Linked DNA regions of Mus musculus: region 1 is linked to region 2. A link is a contact called in public Hi-C data. All regions are on one chromosome and are shown on one strand. The core of a region is the stretch at or near the end of the contact, and the rest is flanking DNA. Distances in the headings are between cores, read along the strand shown. Region 1 has its middle 70 kb from the start of Gm51759. Region 2 has its middle 31 kb from the start of Gm51759.

The links. Hi-C and Micro-C count contacts between places; a contact is called where the count stands out from the background.
Region 1: a contact with region 2 is called in a Hi-C map of uterus, with 3 times the contacts expected there. The contact joins two enhancer-like sites. A contact is called at or near these places in 1 of 15 datasets of contacts at CTCF or cohesin (the NIH/3T3 cell line), 10 of 484 Hi-C or Micro-C datasets (brain, cerebellar granule neurons, cerebellum and 7 more), 2 of 115 datasets of contacts at active chromatin or transcription factors (embryonic fibroblasts and embryonic stem cells) and 1 of 9 other capture datasets (adipose tissue).

The regions. Positions count from the first base shown.
Region 1 is chr10:14,195,664-14,199,843 of GRCm38.p6, forward strand. No RefSeq gene overlaps it. Among named protein-coding and RNA genes, the nearest start is that of Gm51759, 70 kb to the left of the region's middle. Within about 2 kb of position 1,293, at least 47 of the 459 cell types and tissues checked have an H3K27ac peak or open chromatin away from gene starts, as enhancers often do. A contact at or near this core is called in uterus, where this site is marked.
Region 2 is chr10:14,156,096-14,160,646 of GRCm38.p6, forward strand. No RefSeq gene overlaps it. Among named protein-coding and RNA genes, the nearest start is that of Gm51759, 31 kb to the left of the region's middle. Within about 2 kb of position 2,051, at least 8 of the 459 cell types and tissues checked have an H3K27ac peak or open chromatin away from gene starts, as enhancers often do. A contact at or near this core is called in uterus, where this site is marked.

The sequences.
Region 1 (4,180 bases), core at 43-2,542, 39 kb after region 2:
GTCCATGTGTGATGGAAACTCAAAACTTTTCTTTTGCTCTTTCTCTCTATTGCTTGCCAGGGACCTGTAACAGGCTTACTGGAAACTGTCCCTTGTTCTAAAAAGAAAACCCATCAGGACTCATGAAAGCCACTAGCGTCTGCACAGAGAGGACCAGGGTACCATACAGAGAAGGAAATGACCAGAGGCCAGGGTCAACAACTGGGGAACAGGAGTTGAGGGGAGTCTCTGTCCTCTGGCTGCTTGGCAGGGCCCTGCTTTCCAAGGCCTTGGCCAGGGCAACCCAGTTTATTTTCGGTTAATCTGGGTATGCCCTAATTTATTACTGGAGCCTCAAATTTGCATGTCTACTTTAAGAGACCCTAACAAGTACACATAATAAAATGTTAATTTATGCCTTCTGTGAGGATTGGGATCTAGCGTGGCTTTGACGCAACTGCAAAGCAGAACAAATCTGGAAACTCTGGCAGGCAGGCAGGATGGTGGGGGAGGGACTGCGCGCTTCTCTGGGTTTTAGAAGGGCAGCTGCTGGAGGAGGCTGGGAAAGTATCCTGGCGTTCCCCTCCATGTACAACCCAAGGGGGCTTTCTACAATAGTCCAGGGTGGCCCTTTTGTCTCAGACCCCTGACTAAACACAATATCAAAATATCACCAAGCATAAAGCAGGCCGGTTGGTAAATACTTGGTGGATTGATTCATAATACTGGGAATGTCTTGAGCACAGACATTTCCTTCCGCGGTTCTGGAACTGTCAGGTCTTGCTTAGCTGCTCCTAAGCTCCACGCCCAGCTTCTCTCTGAAGAAAGCAGCCCACGCTTGCATTCGTGCGGCATTTATGGAAGCTGCGAACAGCCACTCCCGCAAAGGATCGCTGGATTCCTCAGACATTACCCAGTGCAGGCTGTCCTGGGAGATCTTTCACATCAGTTGTGATCTCCTCAGGTACCATCCCCATGGCTGACACTCTAGAGCAGTGTTTCTCAATAGTCCCTCCTGTGTGGTTACCCTCAGCCATAAAACTATTTTTGTTGCTACATTATAACCGTAAATTTGCTATGTTATTGATGATAAGGTAAATATTTGTGTTTTCTGATGGTCCCTTGAAACAGTCATTTGACCCTCAAAGAGATGACGACCCACACAGGCTGAGAACCGCTGCTCTAGCGTCTCTTAAACTGGTCCTCTTATTCAGAACCATACTATTTATTTACATCTCCTCATTATACTGACCTTGGGAGGATTTCAGGATTAAAATATACCAGCAGACTTCTGGTAGGTTTATGTAACCAACTTCTGGCGCTCCTGCCAAATCTATGATACCACATTCCTCCAAGAACCACTCCTTTCTCCACAAACGGAACCCCAAGTAAGCAGCCATCACCCAACCACCACGGCCATGGATTGTATCAGGGGCCCTTGGCCCTCATCGGGTGAGCACTATCTTCCTCTTAGGAATTTATAACTAGGTTTAAGAAAGTTGAGTAGACATTAGTATCTGGGTCAGGCATGGAGTTTGGAGGTACAGAGGACATTTGCTAAGAGAATCAAGACAAGCCAGGATATGGAGTAAAAAAAGAAAAATAAAGTAAAATAGAATCTGCATAGATTTGGGTATCCTTCATGCTGCTGGGTTCTGAAGGTGACTCAATATTCTTTCCAATAATTTCCTATTCGTCGACTGGGCTTATTTGACTGGATTTCCGGTACTTGCTTGCAAAGGGACTTTCAAAAGACATTACTTTTTATGATAGAGTTCTGTTGCTGTAATCAGGACTGCATCCCTCACTGAATTGTCGCCCTCTATAGGATTGACTGCCCAACTTCCAGTGGCTTATGACACCAGTATCATAATCCACACTTAGACTCAGGGTGCTCTACAAACTGTTCATCTAACCCAGGTCATTTTCTCTGTCTCTTCCATATAGCCCCGTTTTTTGAGTCAGTCTATCTGTCTCTCTGTCCTTCTCACTCTCTCACCCTCTTCCTCTGCCGCACCTCTGTATTCAGAGGTCATCCTCTAGTGTTATTTCTGGGCAGCTCATCTTGATTTTGTGGTAGGCCAACACTGGACTGGAACGCACAATAGTTAAATCTGGCTGTCTACTGAGCCTCAGCTTCTTGTCCTACTGAGCCTTGTCATCAGTACTGTGACCACAAGTATATATCATGCTGTTCTTTTCACATTGGTCTGGGGACAGAAGTCCTATCTGCATGTTTTCGAGGTGAGCACTTTCCCAACTGAGCTATCTCCCTTGCTCCTGTCCTCCTTGTCTTAGTCAGGGTTTCTATTCCTGCACAAACATCATAACCAAGAAGCACTTGGGGGAGGAAAGTATTTATTCTGCTTACACTTCCATACTGCTGTTCATCACCAAGGAAGTCAGGACTGGAACTCAAGCAGGTCAGAAAGCAGGAGCTGATGCAGAAGCCATGGAGGGATGCTCTTTACTGGCTTCTTCTCCTGGCTTGCTCAGCTTGCTCTCTTATAAAACCCAAGACTACCAGCCCAGAGATGGTCCTACCCACAAGGGGCCTTTCCCCCTTGATCACTAATTGAGAAAATGCCTTACAGTTGGATCTCATGGAGGCATTTCCTCAACTGAAGCTCCTTTCTCTGTGATAACTCCAGCTGTGTCAGGTTGACACAGAACTAGTCAGTGCACTCCTCTTTAGAGCTCTCTAAACCTTATTTCCCTGTGTCACTGCCTGGGTTGGAATGGTCTTTCCTTTCTTCTTGGCCATACATGAGATCTGGATTAGACACTGGAAGCTTTTCAGTTTCATATATGACCACTCTGGAAAAAGCGGGCACAGTTCTTATTAACAGCAGCGAACAATTTGCCTAATGAAAACTGAGTTTAAACTGCTAAAGAAGTGAGAGAGCTAAACTGTGTTCTTGGCTCACTGGGAAGGAGTGTCTTCCTTTCATAAAAACTTTAACATTTCTCAGCACTGAGGGAGGAGCCAAATAGCACCAGTGTTCTCCCAGATGTAAAGGGCATGGTGGGGTCTGTATATAGAGAGAGCATAAAATAACTTATCAGACCCCTACTTTGTGTGTTCAGTGTCAATGGATTACACCCTGAACTGAAGCAAGAATGGCAGAGGAGAAGCCCACTGGATGAATGGTTTTAATACTGTCTGATGACAATAAAGCCAGAGATGCTGGAGTGAGTGGAGAGATGGATCAACAACGTCAAGAGTATTGACTGCTTTGCCAGAGGACCCAGGGTCAATTCCCAGCATCTACTTGGTGAGTCACAACCATCTGTAACTCCAGTTCCAGGGAATCTAAACGCCTCTTCTGACCTCTGTGTGTACCAGGTATATATGCTGTACACAGACATATATGCAGGAAGAACACCCCACATGGTAATTAGTAATAATACTATTAATAAAGCCATAGATGTTGAATATATTTCTGGTGGGAGGCCAGTGGAAATGGGAAACACTGCTGGTGTGCACGACAGGCACTCTCATTTTAGGTCCATGGAACCACGCCATAAAATAGTTCACACAACATTTGTTACAAAAAGAAGCCCAAAGAAATTATTTCTTTCAAATTTTAGGCAAAAGAAACCTAATCTGTACTTTGTGCCAATCACTGTCATGGTGACCCACATTCCTGTGGGACTGGCAGCACATGGTACCTACCCCTGGGCCTTCTCACTTGTACATTGGTCCCTTGCATTTTTTCCCTTATAAGAAGCAGTTTTCAATATCACAGGAGTGGAGAGGGATGCAGCAAGGACAGGAGGGAGGGGCTGAGTTAGAAAGAGTCATCAAAAAGCAAAACAGACAGAGTTGTGTCCTGCAAACACGACATACGGGATTGCAAGACTCTTTTGATGGCCGCGCATATGGAGAAGGGCTCTCACTGCTTACGCTCGCCACTGCATTTCTTCTCCATCCCTTCTGGCTTCCTGTCATCCCTTGCCAAAAGAAATGTTTTTCTGTCATTCTTTGAAATCATTTCAATTCTGTTTTGGAGTGGGCTCCAATTTGTTTTAAGTGCAGGATTTCACACCAATGCGGGAATCAAAACTTTAAAACTTGGGGGTAGAGCCTGAAGAGGAATAAATTCACTCACAGTGATTTTTTTTAAAAGGCCCTCATTGAGATCAAAACGTCTAGGTGTCCGAAGCCTGTTGCAATGCTGAAGATCTCACAGTGACTTCA
Region 2 (4,551 bases), core at 801-3,300:
TTAAGCTACACGTGGCTATTAAGCACTTGAAGCACGGTGTGTAGAAGTAAGAAATTAAAATCTTAATTTGTTTCCAATTATATTTAGCTTAAACTTTGGCAGCCACCTGGGGCTAGTGGCTCCTGAATTGGACAGCTATCTGTGGAAGCTACATAATGGTGTGACACATGTCTCTAGGTGTATTCATTCACTTGGCAAAAGCTGAGCACTTGACACCTGTCACCTCTCTTCCTGGTGCTGAGGAAATAATGGTGCACTACAACACACCAAGCGTCTATCATAGAACATGCACCCAGTACCCGGCACTAAGTGTCCAGGTAGGGATTTGCATCATGTTGATGGCTCCACACTCAGTTGAGTTTTGGACATTGGAAGTCACGCTAATAGCTGAAGTATATATACTCTTACAAAGAGATAAGACTTTCTGCTGTTAAAATGGGAACTATATCATATTCTCCAGACTAATGTGGGCCCTCTCAGTCTGCCCCAGTATAAATGTGCATGTCTTTCTATAGGCCTAAGGGGAAAGAGCTGAGACTGAACTCCAAGAAGGATTTAGATAGCTATGCCTCTGAGTCTTGCAGGGTGCACACCTGGATGTTCCTATGTGGATATCTATTGTTTTAGGTGTGACAGATGGTATTTACTTCTGTTAGTTCTCATCAAGCGGGTATCAAAGTTAGCATTTCCCTGACCAGAAAAGCACTGAAAGAAAAGAAACACAAGTTGTATAGTATGACAGGCTGAGGTTCAAATCCAGCTTGGTCTGACTCTAGAACCATCCATTCTGTAACATGTTTCTTTGATGTTGATTTGTACCCGCAAGCAAGGAACAAAGGAGGTTCCTCATTTATTAATTCACCCCTCCATTCAAACATGCTTACTGACTCTATCATGTGTTCCACTTAAAGGGTAAGTAGACAGTATGGGATGGGGACAAGAGACGGCAAGGATGGCATCACAGGCTTTCGTAAGGGAATCTTGTTGTAAAGTGCTCATGGGTATGAGGCAAGGTGCCAGGGAGGAGCAAGGTTTCTAAGGATGGGAAGATAGTTGCCAGGCGTGGCAGTACATAAACAAGCCAAGCAGCCCAGGGAAGCCCCTAGAATGATCACATAACAAGAGAACAGAACATGCCGGCTGTGGGGCATAATAAGACAAATTTTATCTGGAAGTTAAGCTTGAGATGAGAGGTTCTTTAACTGTGAATTCTTCCTATCTCTTTAAATCAGCTATGCCTGGTACGTACAGTTGCACTTGATTCCTGTGCAAATTTATGCAAGTTGCATGTATAATTTTAGTTATAAATCCAATATCAATATAAGGAATATGAATGCAAAAATAAAGTTTATACCTATACCTATTAAATTAATTTATTGGAAAGACATAATAAGAAGAGCTAGTTAGAAAATTGCCATTGAATTATCTGTTATACATATAGAATATATGAATAAAAGTCAAAGTGAAACTGATTCTGCCCAGCAAAGTTTCTGACTGTCTGCACACCACTTTAAATAGAGTATGGCTGGAACTTAGGGGTTTGGACAGCTGGACTTCAGCTCCCTGACTGCCTGGCTGAGTCTCCAGTCACAGACTCCACCAGAAGGGAAAGCTAGTACAGATATGTGTGTGGAGCGAGATGGTAATTATATGTTGAAGTTAAAAGGCTTTAAGTGTTATGTATCAATTTTTATATTTATTTTGCTTTTTAGGCTAACCAGCCATTAGCTCACCTTCCACTGTTGAGATGACTTTTCCCGTTCTCTCAAGAGTCTCTACAGGACAGCAGAAGCTACTAACAACAAAGTAGTCACCAAGCAAAGGAAACGTGCATAGTCATTTGTTTCCCTCTCAAGATTTGGGGCCAGTCTAAATAGATTTCATCTATAAAAATAACATCTCTGTCTTACCTTTTGGACAATAACAGTAACCAAACAAAAGTAAAAATTGGAAGGGAAATTCCATCATGAAAGCTTACTAGCAGTTTTATCCTTCGCCAGCCTAGGACTCTGTGTTAATCATCTCCCCAGGCTGGAGATGGGGAGGGGAGATTAACCAGCTGCACCTTAATTTTAAAATGAAATCATTGCCACAGAAACCTCCTTTTTACATTCCTTAACCATGAGCGAGGCCTCAAAATTAAAACAACTATTCTGAAGCCGACCAGTTACCATAAACACCAATATAAACAATGCCGCGGCGAGGGGAAGGATGGCAAGAATGAGCAGGAACGTCATTCCGGAATGCTAATTTATTGATTTCCAAATTTACACCAAGAATGCTCCCTCGAGCCCTTCCTCCCCCCACTCTGAGACATCTGACATTTTGGGTCTGGACATTCACACGAAGCCAACTGGCATCCTTTCTTTTTCAGCATAACTTCACAAACTCACCCCTGGTTATTTCCCTGGTTGTTTTAAATCAACTGGCAGAAATCTCTCCAGGAGAGAGATATTGAAGACCATAGGATAAGGTCACAGCTTTGCCTTCCAAAGCTTTCCTTTTGATCTCTTTCCCCTCAAATGTGGCCTGCTTCCGGATGTTTGGGCCTACAGTTCTAGAGATGTACATGATAAAGTGGCCAGTAGAGTCCAAGAAGCTCTTGAGAATATTCATAAGGTGTGAAACATTGCTCTCTCGGAGGCCTATGTTCTTTGGAATAGCACATAAGGCCATTGCCCTTGATTCTACTGGATATTATTTCTTTGCTTATGTTGGCTACCTAGTAGCTTTTCAAGGGGCATCTCTCTGGTTCTTATCTTTGTGGCCATCTGCCATTTGTTGATAACTGGAGAACACACCTTTGGCTATTTTTTTTTTAAATATCAATCTACCTTAAACGTTTTCTTTTAATTTTAGCTAAAACTTCCTGATGAAACTTGAGCCTGCCCACTGCATTCCCCACCCCACTCTCCTACCTTTGAAAATGTGCTTCATGATCTTGAGCTGACAAACACCAATATTTATTTCCCAGGTTTTGACTTTACACTGTGCATGCTTAGGAGTATGCTCATTCTTGGAGTGTTGTCCATTAGGAATACGTGTAAGTCCCTGAATGAAATCCTCATTCTTTCTTCGTTCAGGAAAAGCTTTGCTTTGGAGTCTATTCTTATGCTCACCTAACCTGCTTCAGCGAATAATTCTTTTCCCAACATTTACATTATGTTCTGTTATGCTTTTAACTTGATATCTGCCCAGGGATGATAACTGGAAGCATAAGAATGGTCTAGACCATAAGATGAAATAAACTCTTTCCTCTCAAAAGAAGGAGGAGGAGCAAGAGGAGGAGAAGGAGGAGGAGGAGGAGGAGGAGGAGGAGGAGGAGGAGGAGGAGGAGGAGGAGAAGGAGAAGGAGAAGGAGAAGGAGAAGGAGAAGGAGAAGGAGAAGGAGAAGGAGAAGGAGAAGGAGAAGGAGAAGGAGAAGGAGAAGGAGAAGGAGAAGGAGAAGGAGAAGGAGGAGAAGAAGAAGAAGAAGAAGAAGAAGAAGAAGAAGAAGAAGAAGAAGAAGAAGAAGAAGAAGAAGAAGAAGAAGAAGAAGAAGAAGAAGAGGAGGAAGAAGAAGAAGAAGAAGAGGAAGAAGAAGAAAGTCAGGAAAACTACATGTTACTTTGAGACAATCGTCCCAAATACATTTTGTTAAAAAATTATTAAAATCTGTCACAGAAAAAAAATTATGATCCATAATCCAAAAAGTTACTACAACTTAAACAGAAAACCCTTCTTACTCAGGACTGTCATAGCCACGGTTTACAAAAAATACAGCTATTGATTAATGCAATAAGATGCCAATTAGATGTACTTTCCTGAAGTCTTTTTATCTGTTACAGTCTTGTCTTTTTCTTCTCATTATATCAGGTATACATTGCTCTATAAATTATGGTAAATACACTAATAATAATTTTTTAAGAGGCAAATTGTTATGGAAAAAAACAAGCTAAGCAGAACTGAGTAGTGTCCTAGGGCTGGGAGCACCAAGGTAGTAGCAGGAGGCTCTGCTTTCAAATGAAGCTAGTGGTCCACATTTTCAAAGGAAGAACTCAGTAAGAACTGCATGGAGCCTGTGATCGGATGCTGAACAACTCATACACACTGAAAATTCACATAATGCATGGGCTAAGAGGAAGGGAAGGTGCTCCGTATCCTCTCTGAACACTGTAGACATTCAAATAACAATCCATTATCTCTGTTATTGTTTTGTGAATGCAAGAGATATGCTGAGCTTCACAAGCCAAAGCAAAGGAAGATATGTCTCTTTGAGTGGTGACAGATCCTCACCTCCTTCTCACCTGCAGACCTGCATATGCACAAAGTGAGACTAATTTACTGGGTGTTCCTTTCCTCAACATATGGAAGTACTGAAACATTTGAATTAAATATACTGTTAAGGGGGGGGGTGGTCTCAGCCAATTTCCATCTCTCTGACAGCCATCAATAATCAAACTTGATGTCTTTGTCTAGAACAGTGCCTCTTAACCTAATGGTGGGGCTCTTTAATATCGTTCCTCATGTTGTAGTGACATCCAACTATAAGATTATTTCATTGTCACTCTA